Linked DNA regions of Mus musculus: all the other regions are linked to region 2. Evidence: chromatin contacts called from public ChIA-PET, Hi-C and promoter capture Hi-C data. All regions are on one chromosome and are shown on one strand. The core of a region is the stretch at or near the end of the contact, and the rest is flanking DNA. Distances in the headings are between cores, read along the strand shown. Region 1 has its middle 60 kb from the start of Papolg. Region 2 overlaps Pus10 (pseudouridylate synthase 10). Region 3 holds the start of Papolg (poly(A) polymerase gamma). Region 4 has its middle 28 kb from the start of Gm39612.

The links. Promoter capture Hi-C pulls out the DNA fragments that hold promoters and counts their contacts. A called contact is a pair of places that touch in the nucleus more often than the background predicts. ChIA-PET counts read pairs in DNA pulled down with a chosen protein or histone mark.
Region 1: a Hi-C map of bone marrow-derived macrophages shows a contact between it and region 2, with 16 read pairs. The contact joins two enhancer-like sites. A contact is called at or near these places in 2 of 15 datasets of contacts at CTCF or cohesin (CD8 T cells and the NIH/3T3 cell line), 134 of 484 Hi-C or Micro-C datasets (the AML12 cell line, B cells, B-cell progenitors and 83 more), 20 of 115 datasets of contacts at active chromatin or transcription factors (the 230-238 cell line, CD8 T cells, the HPC-7 cell line and 12 more) and 4 of 9 other capture datasets (adipose tissue, embryonic stem cells, liver and 1 more).
Region 3: a promoter capture Hi-C map of the HPC-7 cell line shows a contact between it and region 2, with 3 times the contacts expected there. The contact joins the promoter of Papolg here to the enhancer-like site in region 2. A contact is called at or near these places in 15 of 39 promoter capture datasets (the 3T3-L1 cell line, the C10 cell line, the HPC-7 cell line and 8 more), 4 of 484 Hi-C or Micro-C datasets (DN3 thymocytes, common lymphoid progenitors, cortical neurons and 1 more), 5 of 115 datasets of contacts at active chromatin or transcription factors (the 230-238 cell line, bone marrow-derived macrophages, effector CD8 T cells and 2 more) and 3 of 9 other capture datasets (adipose tissue, liver and pancreatic islet).
Region 4: a contact with region 2 is called in an RNA polymerase II ChIA-PET map of effector CD8 T cells, with 53 read pairs. The contact joins two enhancer-like sites. A contact is called at or near these places in 4 of 15 datasets of contacts at CTCF or cohesin (CD8 T cells, the NIH/3T3 cell line and large pre-B cells), 83 of 484 Hi-C or Micro-C datasets (3T3-L1-derived adipocytes, the AML12 cell line, B cells and 46 more), 21 of 115 datasets of contacts at active chromatin or transcription factors (the 230-238 cell line, CD8 T cells, the HPC-7 cell line and 15 more) and 1 of 9 other capture datasets (embryonic stem cells).

Annotation. Positions count from the first base shown.
Region 1 is chr11:23,953,008-23,956,580 of GRCm38.p6, reverse strand. No RefSeq gene overlaps it. Among named protein-coding and RNA genes, the nearest start is that of Papolg, 60 kb to the right of the region's middle. Within about 2 kb of position 2,305, at least 20 of the 459 cell types and tissues checked have an H3K27ac peak or open chromatin away from gene starts, as enhancers often do. A contact at or near this core is called in bone marrow-derived macrophages, pro-B cells, regulatory T cells and 1 more, where this site is marked.
Region 2 is chr11:23,698,521-23,701,720 of GRCm38.p6, reverse strand. It overlaps Pus10 (pseudouridylate synthase 10), which reads right to left. Exons shown (of 18, transcript NM_028304.3): 5 at 1,757-1,791. Among named protein-coding and RNA genes, the nearest start is that of Pus10, 34 kb to the right of the region's middle. Within about 2 kb of position 1,735, at least 57 of the 459 cell types and tissues checked have an H3K27ac peak or open chromatin away from gene starts, as enhancers often do. A contact at or near this core is called in B cells, CD8 T cells, the HPC-7 cell line and 13 more, where this site is marked.
Region 3 is chr11:23,893,819-23,897,411 of GRCm38.p6, reverse strand. It overlaps Papolg (poly(A) polymerase gamma), which reads left to right and starts at 2,142. Exons shown (of 22, transcript NM_172555.2): 1 at 2,142-2,390. The coding sequence starts at 2,374. Gm12061 (a long non-coding RNA gene) reads right to left here and starts at 3,160. Exons shown (of 4, transcript XR_872317.3): 1 at 2,967-3,160; 2 at 2,552-2,649.
Region 4 is chr11:23,844,617-23,848,254 of GRCm38.p6, reverse strand. No RefSeq gene overlaps it. Among named protein-coding and RNA genes, the nearest start is that of Gm39612, 28 kb to the right of the region's middle. Within about 2 kb of position 1,689, at least 96 of the 459 cell types and tissues checked have an H3K27ac peak or open chromatin away from gene starts, as enhancers often do. A contact at or near this core is called in B cells, CD8 T cells, the HPC-7 cell line and 9 more, where this site is marked.

The DNA of each region.
Region 1 (3,573 bases), core at 1,056-3,555, 250 kb before region 2:
CCTGCCTCTGCTTTCCAAGTACATTAAAGGCTGTGCCACCACACCCTGCAAACAAACATTTAAATGCCATCACCTGGCACATCTTTATTGTTTATACAAAAATGCATTAAAATCATGTAACAAACTTCACTTACAAATGTGTCATGTAGTTCAGCCTGTTATGCCAAGCTGTATTTGTTTACTAGTTTTTCTGGCTTGTTTGTTTGTTTGTTTGTTTAAGATGGCTCTCATTCTGTAAACTAGGCAGCCTTGAACTTGAAGTGATTCTCCTACTTCATGCAACCCTGAGAGTGCAGGTTCAAGTCACCACCACTGGCCTCGAAACCATATTTATACTGTTATTCTAGGATATGAATTAGTTTTCAGCGTAAAATGTGGACTCCTGGAGAAATGTGAAGATTATGCAGAATGGCCTCTTTCCCTTGATAGATGGGGTGGGGGTGGGGCAAACTTAGATACCCCTAAAGGAGCTCTGTGCCCCCCACATTTGTTGCCATAGTCAGTCTCACAGACACAGACATCCCTTCTTTTTCTTCACTTCCTCCTCACCAAGCATTGATGTACAAGTGTCCTTTTCTTCTTAGATTTCTTAAAAATTGTGTGTGCATATGTCTATATGTGCATCTCTCTCTGTCTCTCTGTCTCTCTGTCTCTGTCTCTCTTTGTCTGTCTGTCTGTCTGTCTGTCTCCCCCCCCCTTAGAAGTGCAGTAACAGGCAGTTATGATGTGGGTGTTGGGAACTAACCTGGGCAAGATCAGCATGTGCAGGAACTGTTGGGCCACCTCTCCAGTCCACAGATGCCCTTCCTGTCATCTCCAGCAAGTAGGAGGGGCTACATCCCTGGCACAGAAGCCAACACACAGCACAGCATAGGGCTACCAGCTGGATGCATGCCATTGGCCAGGCATCAGGTTATGTTACATTTTTTGCTCTCACAAACCTAACAGTGCCGACTTCTGCTAGCATTTTCTGCCTTGCTTCTCACAGTGTTTCTTCTAGGTAAGGCACGGGTAGAAAAAAAGAAGCTGTTGTATTTGGAGGTGTGGCTAAATCAAGTATTTGCAGAAGATCCAGTTCAATTTCAGAATCATCTTCATTAGAGCGAAAACCATTTTCAGTTTCTCCTCGGAAAGATATCAGCCCCTTGATAAGACATTTGTTTCAAGAAGACAATGTCTTACATAAATAAAAACGTAGCATGAGCCTGCTATTTCTAACTTGAATATCCTGCATGGACCCGCTACACCAAATGCTGGCTGATCTGATGAGCTAACAGATTACATCAAATTTGGGTTTTGAAATATTTTTTTCCACTTGTTTAGAAGCAAAGTCCATCATTTCAACAGAGAAGTTCTTAAATACAATCTGTTGAGACAGGATGAAAATTGTTGTGAGCGAACTCCTATGGCTTTGTGTACCCCACACTGACAGTCCTGGTGGGGTCTAGCCCTCGTGTGACCTCAGCTCATGGCTTATGCCAACTGCTCAGTGTTTCCCAGTCATGACAGGTGCACCGTGTGGGCTCACAGAGCAGGCAAGCCGTCCTGCAGCACGCAGCCCTTTCTCCCGGTGGTCCCTAAACGGGACATTCCTCTGCTCCTCTGTACCATCTTCAGAGAAGCTCTCCTTGGCCACCTCAGTCTTTGCTCCCTGCTAGCAAGCTCAGCTTTCTCCCTAGGAATTGCTAACCAAAGCGTCCTTTTTCTTGTGTACTAATTATTGATGGGCCGACCTCTGTGATAGAATTTAAGCACAATAGAGCAGGACTTTAATCCATCTTGCCTGCCAGCTCTGTGTGCCTGGTTCAATGATCTCTCTGCCATCAACAACCGATCTACCAATGTAATTCATAAAGTAAGTTCTGAGATACCCAGATACCTCTCAGACCACAAACTAGACCTGGCTGCATATCAGAATCCAGGTTAGTCCCTCAAAGCTGCAAACTCTGTCTCTGAAAAATTGAATTCATTTCCGAAATATTTAGATTCTGGTTAATTCTACATAATGGCCACTAGAGGGGGCCATAGTCAAATATTAGAAAAATCTAAGTTCCGTTTTGTTTTGGTTTTTCCCTCAGAGCTAAAAATCTTCCCCAGTCCTCCTCTCTACCTTAACAGATTAAAGCAAACGTAATATACTGTGACAGGCGGCAGACTCTACTCCACAGCAAGGTACCACTGGCATTTAGAAAATTCTCTTGGTTGTCCCAGCTGTAGGTAGCCACCAAGAAATTGACACCACCTTGGCCACTCATCTGAGCCTGTTGTCTCTAATATTGTCTGAAATCTTCCAGCCAGCCTCAAACTGCACTCACCCTTGGCCACTGTGGCATACAGAAAGTCCCGTGTTCTCCCTTTGTTGACCCACTGTCTGGTTATTCTCACAGAAAGTGCACTCCCCACAATGCACTCTCCCTCCATCCCCAGAACCCTCTCCATCTGCCCTGCCATTGCTGGGAGAGATAAACACTCTCCTCTCTTCAGTGATGAGCCACACACAAACCTAATAGGAGAAGCAGATTGACACTCATCTAGTCACCTGCAACTGTCACAGCCCCAGTTAGCTCCTGTGCCATCATGAGTCCTACTGCTAAAAGCCGACTGGCGGCTTCTTGTTCCGCTGTTACACACCATCCTGCTCTGAGTGTCTCAACAACAGTGTAAAAACGGGTGCCACGGACCGGGCCTAATTAGCCCCCCTCAATCCGTGGGAATCAGGGGTTCCGACAGATGGGCACAGAGTCGGTGGGAATTGGGGTGACAAACAGACTCGACACAAGGAAGTGTGGATCTGATGTAATTTGTCAAATAGAGCATCAAACTTTTTATACAGAAGAAAATAGGGAAGTAAGGTGACAATGAGGTTACTGGATTCTTACATAAATCAGAGGAATGCAAACACGGAAGGACTAGCAGGAACCAACTGGGATAAAATTCAATGTTAACAACTGGGATCAAAAATAGCCCCACCTAAGGCCCACTTAATCTTAGAAGCCAGGGGCAAGGGCTTCGTGCCCTTGCCATAGTTCCTACTCTAGTCTATTGTATAGTCCACCTTCCCCCTAGGCCATTGTAAATACTTGTGTATGGGTGTAACTCAGCTATCTATAGTTCTAAGTAACTACTCTGGTTCCTCTTTAGGTCACAAACTTCCTTCTTCCTAGGTAATGGTAAATTTCTGTGTAGGGCAGTGACTTAGCTATCCATGCCCAGGGTTGGATCAAGGACTGCCTAGAATCTAACTTAGCTATATCTCAAAAAATCAATCCTTAGGAGCACTTGTAATAAAGCAATATTAAGGGAAAGCACACAGATCCATTTACCAACTAAAGCAAGGACATTGGAGCATTCGTTATACAGGATGCCACAATTCCAGGAGACTAAGTTTCCATGAACTTTCCACCTGAGGACAGCGCCCAGGTGTCCGGGGCCTGTCACACTTGTCACTACTGGAGTGGATGTAGCAGTTCCCCTGTTTTTTATGTTTTAGACGAAGTTCCAGAATGTCCCGCCTCGTGGTAGCTACAGATCTCAGAAGAACTCTAAAGATGAGTGGAAATACAATGATTACTA
Region 2 (3,200 bases), core at 486-2,985:
TCAACTATGGAGCCATCTCTCCAGCCCCAAGAAGATATATTTTAAAGGATAAAAAGTAGAAACAGGGGGCTGGTGAGATGGCTCAGTGGTTCAGAGCACCGACTGCTCTTCCAAAGGTCCTGAGTTCAAATCCCAGCAACCACATGGTGGCTCACAACCATCCGTAATGAAATCTGATGCCCACTTCTGGAGTGTCTGAAGACAGCTACAGTGTACTTACATATAATAAATAAATAAATAAATAAATAAATAAATAAAAGTTTTTTTAAAAGGTAGAAACAGAAAAATAAACTATTTTAAAATTGTTTATAAACCTGAGAATCTAAAGAGCTACAGCAAAAGCTAATCCTGTTAAAACATTGTTTTCTATAAACTTAAAAAAAAATTGTTATACCTAAATTTTTAGGCTTTGAAACTTACAAACATAAAACCTCATTAAGCCCGCAGTCTTTGATAAATATGTGATTATTGTTCCTTTAAAAATGGAAGATTCAGACATAAAATACAAAATAAACAACAACAACAAAAAATACAGGTTAACTATTCTTTTTCTATAAACCTCAGAACCACAGATAAGCTTCTAATATAGAAAGCTGTTTTCTTCTGGGTTTTTCTCACTGAAGTTCACAGGAACCTCCAATAATCAAACAGCCCCTCTTTAAGTCACAGAATGTTTATGTAAAAACAAAACAAAACTCTGAAGAATTAACAGGGTTTTTTTTAATGCAGCTGGCAACCAAATCCTGATTTGAACATGTAAGATTCTGTTTACATAACTTGATGTGTGGTTTTCTTCACTACAGAAATAACTCATAACTACATCGTATAGTCCTGAGAAAGGTATGTATTATATATTGTATTTAATACCATATTACATCCCTTAAATCCAAAGATCTAGATTCCAAACCCTGTAAGAGATGTATGCCAATGTATTATGTATAAGCTCACAGTTGCTCTGACTGTGAGACCCCGACTTAGAGCCTTTCTCCCTGGAAGGTAAAGCCCATGGACGTCCCCCAAGCTTGTTTTCCCTGATCTCTATATGAATACAGCCAGAAAGAAGCTCTTTGTTCTCTATAGCCAGCGAAAAGCCTTTTTGTTTCTGAGCCTTACAGCCAGAGATGAGATAATTGTAATTTTACCAAGGACATCCAGAAGAGAAGAACTCTCCTCCCAACTCCCCCCAATTCCTCAGCTGTTAAAAGCCCCTACTGCTACCGCTGGGGGTCAAACGCCCCTGCCCTGCATGGCTTGAGGAGTTTGTCCTCAGCTAGCTGATAATAAAACCTCTTGCAGTTTGCATCAGGTGTGGTTTTGAGGTCATTGGGGTGCCGGCCAGCTCATCCCGGGACTTGAGCAGAGGCCCAGCTTCCGGGGTCTTACATGACCTAAGCAGAATTTTACTTTTCATGGTTTATCATCTAGTTTTATTTATAACTTAGCTTCAAGTACAAATCTAAAATTTATTATCTTAAGATAGCCTCCCAAACTACATTCAAAAAATGCCTAATGCTGTAAATATTTATCTACAGTCACATCAACTGAGTCGGTCTGGGCAGTGTAAGGCACTTGGTTCTTGCTGTGTAAGGAAGCAAACTTGTCATGGTACATAAAGAAAGTATCTCATGTGCCAATGTCTCTATAGCTACTGAGTCTACTCGAAAAGATGAGGGAGCAGTAGCATAGTAAAAGTAATCTAAGAACTAGGTAGCTTGTATTTAAATGACGGTAAAAACTCCCTACTTCAATTACTTACCCCATTTCCTGTTTTACCAGCAACCATGCAGCATGCTGTAGGCAAGTCAGTCACACCCAGAAAAAAGAGAAAAGGGAAAGTATTCAGTAACAATGAAGCTCCAACATCCTTAGCAAAGGGCTTAAACAATTTGCTAATTAAGCTTCCTCTTATTAGATGCTGAACCAGTATTTACTGCAGTGGCCTCAGGCTCCGTTCAAATAAAAACACATAGACTTCACTTTGCAGTGCTGACTTGCTGTGGACTAGGAATTGAAAGTAGCAAGGCCTTGTGTATACACCAATAAACCTAGCACTTGGGAGAGGCAGAAAGATCAGAAGTTCAAGGCCAGCCTTGGCTACCTAGCAAGTTTGAGGCAAACCTGATCAACATAAGACCCTATCTAAAAAAAAAAAAAAAAAAAAAAAAAAAAAAAAAAAAAAAAAAAAAAAAACCAGCCCAAAGTGATTGCACACACATACTACTTCTAAAACATAGAACTGAAGAATCTCCTTTTCATTTTTTTATAGCTCTATCTGGCTCATGATATATTTATATGCTCAGGAGTTAATGTAGTATTTCTGCCTGCAACTCTCTGAAATACAACAAAAACAAAGACAAACTTACCCAAATGAAATAATAGGTATACAATAAAATATATGATAAAATAAATATAGTAAAATTGCACTAATTATAGAATCTAATATGGGTTGACATTTCAACTTTTTTCATGCACTTAAAAATTCTGCAATGTTAGGGAAAACTTATTCTGGGAAAGAATAATTAAAACTTGCAAACCTTTGGAGGCAGCTCAGAGACTATAAACACAGGCTGTTCTTCCAGAGGACCTGAGTATGGTTCCCAGCATTCACACAGGCGCTCACGGCCTCACTCACTCCTCTCTGGCCCTGATGGGTTCAGGTGCATACAGACAGGCAGGCTACTACTTAGTAAGCACACACTTAATACACGTCAGCCAGTACAGCGACACTGAGTGCTGAGCCCTAGCTAGACCACTGAGGAAAGGCTGTGGTTGTTACAATACAAACCCCCCTTATAGTTGCAGGATTCCATTCATTCCTTTGCACCCCCCATACTGCTATGGTAATTCTAGAGTCTCCCTCAGTGGCCAATATGAGCTATAGAAAACTCGTTGGGCACAATCTCATCGTCCTTTCTCTTCATTTTTGTTGTTTTGAGACAGGTTCTCATTGTGTAACCCTAGCTGGCCTGGAACTCACCATGCAGACTATGCTGGCCTTGAACTCAAGAGATCTACCTGCACTGCCTCCAAAGTGTTGGGACTAGATGTGTGCACCACAACACCTGGCTCCTCTCTACTTTTTAGTGACCTTTCTGTCTCTTCTTTTGAGTTACTTCCTCATGAAGGCATCAGTTTATCTTATCACATCATGATTATAAAGTGGCTGAAAACTGGAGGTTGCTTAGGGAAACCAGATAACC
Region 3 (3,593 bases), core at 893-3,392, 200 kb before region 2:
CACTAACACTAAGAGGTGTTCAAGTTCCCTCTATAAAATGGCACCATATTTGCATATAACCTACAAACATCATCTCACATACTTTAAACTATCTATAGATTAATTATAAAGCTTAATGCAATTTAAAATGCTATGTAAATAGAGAGTAATGCCAAAAAAAAACTTAGAAAGCAAAGACAGACACATCTCTGTGAGTTCAAGGTCAGTCTGGTTTACATACTGAGTTCTGAGCTACAGAGTAAGACGTGTCTTTAAAAAAAAAAAGTAGTTTTGAGAATCACAAGAAAAAGATATGTACATCTTCAGTGTGGATAGAATTTTATCTTGAATAATTAAAATACAAGGTTGGTTGAATCTGAAGATATAGCTGGTGGATCTGGAAAATTGACTACAACTCTACCAGCAACAAGAACTTTACATTAGAAACCAGAGACGTATGCTAAAATTCAGTGCTGAGTGAATAAAACTGAACCACAGAAGGCAATCTTTCCTCTTTGAGGAGACAATAGACTGGATGAAGGCAGAAGATGCTGTAAAGCGTCCTCCAAAATTCACAATGAAGAACGAAGTTGAGCGAAAGTAAGCTAAGAGGCTTTTAAGAATTGCAAGGCTGGGGTGTCACTCCTCCTCCTGATACTAGGGCAACGGTGCCTGAGCACAGTAATATTATGGTTGTGTAGCAAAGTGTTCTTATTAGATACGCATATCAAAGTATTTTTAACGTTTAAAATTGGGACTGTGAATAAGGCTCAGTGGATAAAGCTGTTTGCTGCCAAGTCTGAGGAATCAATTTTGATCCCAGCGACTGAAATGGTGAAAAGGGAGAACAGAACAGACTCTAGAAGTCATCCTCTGACTCCCTGCAGGCTAAAGTAAGTGTACTTTACATTTTTTTCTTAAAGAAAAAGTTCAAGGTTAACGTAAACTTTATTTTAAAGTTCTAGAAGTCACAAAGCTAGCAAATAACAAAGGTGGGTCTGCTTCGAATCAAATCCCAGTCTAGCGACCTCCTGAGCTCCATTTTGTCTTCTCATAACCTACCAAAATCTGTACTCCCAAATCCTGCTAATATACAGAATCCTCTCTTTTAGGAAGCTATTAGTGACTTTCCTCCATGTTTAGATGGTCCTCTTTTGGTCCCCCAATGACAACTGGACCCCATCTGTATTTAAATAGTGTATATATATATTTTCTCATCCACTCGCAATAAACTCTTGAGGATACGAATCTAGTTCCTACAGTGTGTAATACATACTTCTGCAGCAGCAGAATATCACTCATATTTGAAGTTTTTCTCCACCTTTTGATGGGAAAACTCTGAACTTGCTCAGGTCAAACCACAGACCTGCTTTTATGCATCAAACATGGAGCATAAACAAACTGACAGACCAGATTTTCAATAAATACTTTGAGTGAATAAATGAATAATTCAGAAAGTAACCTCCTTTCCCGTGACTGAGTCTCATTCCCCAAACAACCGTGCTTGACTCTTGGGAGAAAAAGACAGGGTTTGAAATTACTTTTATCCTTTAACATTTAAACATTGGTCATTTTCTCCCTCATTTTCACCGTCATAATCACACAGAACATGATTTTCACTATTTGAAAATGTGAGGTTTGGGGGCAGAGCGGTGGAAATCCTTGGGTTTATCTTACGGCTAACTAGTAGCAATTATGTTCAACATCTCAGCTAAATGCCACAAAGTCATAAATTGGGACTTGGAGGTGGTACTCCGAGGGAAAAGAATACAAGTTAAGCTGATTTATTTATAAGCTTTCTTCCCTGGATTGGTTGTGTTAAAGTCGCACCTTCTTGGGTGTGACCCTCGGTGACAAAAATCTTCTCAATGTGTACTTATTAAGTCTATGACTTTAAGATGTGGGATAACGGAAGAGTTAAAATGGTGTTAGGGAAAGCGGTGGTTTTTTTTCTAGATGCTTTTATTGCAGAAACAAGGGGAAATTGACAAATAACCTTCCCAGAGGTTTGCCTGAATTGACAATCCCACAGACCAGGGAGACCTGACACTCTGACAGATGCTTTTGCTGCAAGTCCGCTGAGGTGGGCGGGTCCCGGGAACTCAAGGCTGGGTGGGGGTGTGCCCGAGGGCGGGCCCAGGGCTGCAGGGCGGAGCCGCGGAAGGCGAGAGGCAGCCTGGGAAGTAGCGCCATATTGGCGGTGGCCGCGCTGTATTGTCATAAATAGAGCCGGTTTTGTGGTGTTTTCACTACTCGGTTGAATGCCTCGGCTGTAGAGAGTGGGGAAGTGAGCGAGCTACAAGCGAGCGAAGGGAATTGGACAGAGGAAGGAAGAGAGGGCAAGAACAGGACCCCAAAGCGAAAGACACTCGCTGGAGAGAGACGCAGGAAGCGATGAAAGAGATGTCTGCGTAAGTGGGGGCGGCGGTTGAGGGCGAGGTGGAGAGAGGTGCGCTGAGGTGGGCAGCCCCGGCTTCCAGCCCCTGCGCCTGGCACCCTGCGCAGCCGGCCGGGACCTCTGCTTTCCGCTGCCCTCCACTCCGCAAGGGCATCTCCCCTACCCGGGACTCACCTGGCCGCCCGGCGGGGATTCGGGAGTCGCCGTCAGCCCCCCGCCGCCCGCCTCTGAGGACGCCCCCAGACCAGGATGAGGGGGAAAGGCGCGTGTGGCTGAGGAGAAAAAACGGTCGGTCACTCTCCTGCCCCAGCCGTGTCTGAGCCCGTCTATTCTGTCTGCATTGGCGCAAATACCATCCCCCTGCCTCCCCTCCTCCCGGCCGGACCCGCTATCTTTCAGGTCTTTCGGAGAGGGACTGACCTAGCGGAGCCCCTAGGTTTGCGGTTGCTCCATGAGAAAGGCTAAACCCTCTACCCCGTTCCTTCCCACCGACCCACAATATCTACCGGGCTGTATCTATCCCCTGCTCACACTTTGATAAGTCGGAAGCAGTTTCTGTACTTGTCAAGAATTTATTAGAATTTCTTACCTTTCACTTTATCCGGAAATAATTTCAACGTACAGAAAAATGCACAGAAATACAAAACACCATTTGTGTAGCCACCACCCATTTTTCCCTAAGACTAACATGGGGTGTGTTCTTAGCTCTTTAACCTTTCTTTCTTGAAAAGAAGTCGAGCATTCCAATACATCTGAAGACTCGCCTATCCTTTCTCTGATTGCATTCACGACGCTCTTCCAAGGCCCCAGAGCACTGAGTTTGGTGTTTCTTGTTACTGCATTTTTAATGTTGATAGTACCTATCCCTGTATCCATAAAAACTGTGTACCTGTTTTAAACTGTTTATAGGGTATTTATTATCAGTTACTACTCTGTAGACTGGTTCTTTAGAACATGATCTCTCTGACCTTTTGCTATGTTAATATTTTCATTATTAGTTATTTTTTATTAACTAATGTATTCCGTTTATAAACATAGCCCAGTGTAGTACTTTTAGTGACTATTTTGAGCTATTTAAAAGTTTTTTATAGAATGTCAGTGAGAATTCTATTTACCTATCTTTGTACCTTCAGTAACATTTCTGTAAGGTTTTTTTTTTTTTTCCTTGTAAGTGAAATTCATAACACTTTTTGAGACCTACTTCTTAGAGTTCCTG
Region 4 (3,638 bases), core at 440-2,939, 150 kb before region 2:
TTGAACAGCACCTGAAACATAGATGTTGCCATCTTATCAGACAAACAGCAGAAATGGAACCTGAGCACATGCCTGATAGATTGCTAAAAACCTGGCATTCGGTATTATACTGTGAGAATAAAAAATATGTAAAAGAAGGGAGAGAAAGAAGGGGCCCAGAGCTCAGCTGGTGGTGGCTGCTCCGGGGCATGGGTGCTCACCTGCAGCTGCCGGACAGCTTGGCTGCTGCAGCTTGCAGCCACACACAGCCTCTGAAGAATTTGCCCCGGCTTGAGAGCCACTGCCTGATTCCAGGGTAAGCAGCATCTAGCAATGTATATGGGGACTAGAAGTCGGCTCTGTACTCCTTTCCAAGTGGCCATGGGCTCCAGGGATTTAAGTGCTACTGGAGGGAGCTGCCTTTGTGACAACCTAAGAGCTTGGCCTCTCCTATCTATCCCAGGTCCTTCCTGCAAGGTTCTCACCTTGAGCACTCCCCACTGAAGGCCCTGTGCGTGGGCCTCTGGAGAATTACCCAGGGGCAGGGCGCATTCAGAATAACACATCCCATGGCTTTCCACAAAGATGGAAGGATCTTTAGGAAACTAGAAACAAGACAAATTAGCCAGGTCCCCCAAAGGCCATACCTGCAGCCAGATGAGCCAATGCAACCTAGGAACAAAAAGAATAAGACCATTGTTTTCGGGGCCCATGTCTGCCCCAGGTGGAAACAGCTTCATTTCATGGCCCAAAGACTCCAGTCTGGGCTCTCTGTCTAAGCAGGAGCAGTTCATGAGTCATCAGAGGCTCCATCAAATTTCCTCTCCACCCCACCCTACCCCAAGGATAGTGTTTGCTTCCCAGCCCTTCTGAAGTGTGACTGTGAGAAAAAAAAGACAAGGAGACACACAACACAAGAAACCAGGGCACCGTGAGGGCAGGGATATGCTTGGTAGAAATTTGGAGAGGGATAGGCTAGATTATTAAAATCATTATCTCATATTAGCCTTTCACTTAAGTATTAAAATGGTAAGAGTTAGCCTCTCTGTAGGAACAGCTTGAGGGCAGGTGTCAGCTGCAGAAATCAAAGCCAGTGTGCTCACATGGGAGACTGTACCGTGCTTTGTTCTATATCCTCACTAATTTAGACACCGTTATTAACACTCCCACTTTTCAGCAAAGCAGACTGTGGCACAGGAAGCTAAGAAGGGACATGAGACTTGCTGGGGTCACTCTGGTTATAAGTTTGACCAGAGTACCACATGTGTGTGTAATTTAGGGCTGCAGGCAGTACCTGTCCTGTGGCCCTTCTCACAGCTGTCCGTTTACTACCCAGGAGTCGAGAGGGCCTGTCAGAAACTCAGGCTGCAGAGAACTTGGGTTAGTTAGCACTGCAGGGGCCTCCTCGGGGAGCCCCCTTCTTCCAGCCTGAGTCCAGGGCTCAGCGTGTCCCCTCTTGTTAGGCTCGTGGTATCTGCTCTTGCTTTGCCACATTCATTCTTTCCAGATTTTTTTTTTTAAGCTAGCTTTCCACTTGTCACAAGGGAATGTGTGCTGGGGCGGAAACATCGCACATGAGCTAAAGGAGAATACAGGCACGAGGCGCCTGGTGAGCCTCCCGCGCGGCGGCTGTCTTGTGGTTCCTGAGTTTCCTCCATGGGAGATCTGATCTGCTGTGGCAGGGGTGGCAGAAACATTCATCACTTCCTCCCTCAACAAAAGGTGAGAATAAGACACTCTTTTCCTCTCCTGGGCCATTCGGTCCCTGTGCTGACTCCAGCAAGGGCTCCTTTGATGCTTTCTGAGTACCTGTCCTGGTACTTGTAGGCACCCTGGCCACATGAAGTGGAGAAGCCCTAACCTCTGCCGCGGTGCTCTTTAGGGTTTCCACTTACCGCTTGCTATGCTGGAGGTGGTCTGATTGTACCCGGGACAGACCCGTTCTGGAGGCTAGGTACTAAGTGTAGACATGTTAAGGGGTGCTTCTAAAACATAGGGTGCCCGTTGGGAAGGAAGTGGTCTACTGCTCTACCCCCTGGAGTATTTGGTAGCTTTGAGGAGAGGAAGCTCCACCCTTGAAATGCTTATTGGTTTTCACCTCGCCACGTGATTGCTCCCTCTCTCACGTGTTCCTAATGTGCTGCCCTCGCTATCACTGGGTGGCGGTGTCCAGCAGAATGTTGTCAGAGCTGGTGTCCTGCTCTTTGTGCTTTCAGGCTCCCTAACTGCTCCGGAGTGACTCAAGCAGGATGGGAAGTATGCATGGCCTTAGTACCGGTCCCCAGGGGAGAGGGATGAGGTGCTGGGTGTCCAGAGTTTACCCTAGAACCTGGCAACAGTTAAGTGATCATGAAGGGGATCAGCTAGTAACAATGACTGACCACGTCCAACCACCCTGGACTCCCTCAACCCAGTTTCCAGGGAGCATTTCCTATGAGGGAGGCAGCAGAATCTCTTTGTGGCTGCCTCAGGCAGGATCATCATGGCACTTTGTCACACTTGCTACCTTTTCAAGGGAACTTGTGTTGTATGAAGATATAGAACATCTCTGAAAACAGCAGAAGTTGTCCATGCCCAGCGGCATGTTGGTAAGCGTTTAACTGTCCTGGAGAAATAGCCCAGCTTGATGATGGCATTGAGTTCTGAGCTGGAGAAGCGAGTGCTTGATAGCAAAAGGACCCTGCTCCAAAACACAGTGACTTGTGTTTCCACTTGGATTCTGAAATACAGCTTTCTACAATGGTCTACAAAAGTCACCCCAGCGATGAAGAGCAGCCTTTCTCTCCTTAAAGCCCCAAAAGTCTCATTTGAAACACCTGTGGGAATAAATTAGTTGCACTTAGAGACCAGGACTCTATGATTCTTTGAGCCAGGCCAGATTCCACTAGGTCTCACCCCTTCTGTGACCATTGATCTCATACTCTCCCCTCATTGCTCAAAGATCTCTCTCTCACACACACACAAACTCCCTCTCCTCCCCCCTCTCTCACACACACAGTCACACACACATTCATACACACACATATACTCTCACACACATACAGTCACACTCACACACACACTCATACACACACAGTCACACACACTCATGCACACACACACACTGTCACATACACATACATTCATACACACGCATATACATACATACACTCACATACACAAGCATACACACTGTCACACTCATGCACAGACATTCATACACACTCTTATACACACTCAGGCATATACACACTCATACATATACACTCACACACACTCATGCACACATATACACACTCTCACATATTCTCTCTGTGTCTCTCTGTCTCTGTCTGTCTGTCTGTCTGTCTCTCTCTCTCTCACACACACACACACCATCACACACACTCCTACTGCACTAAGAGTTCTCAGAACTCCATCTTCCTCGCCCTCCTGGCCCCATCATGGTGTGACCATTTCCTGCAGGGATGCTCATTATATTTTGTCGCTCAAAATCTCCTTACAGGACAATGAAGTGCTTGGTGTCAAGAAGGAACTGAACCAAAGCCCAGAGTCAGCTTTTAAGATGAGTTCTCTCCTCCTACCTCAGTCAGATGTGCTAACTGGATTGACCTTTGCTTGAATTAGGCACAGGGTTATCAGTCAGCAGAGAAGAAACCCTTCTAACCTGAGAAGAAGGC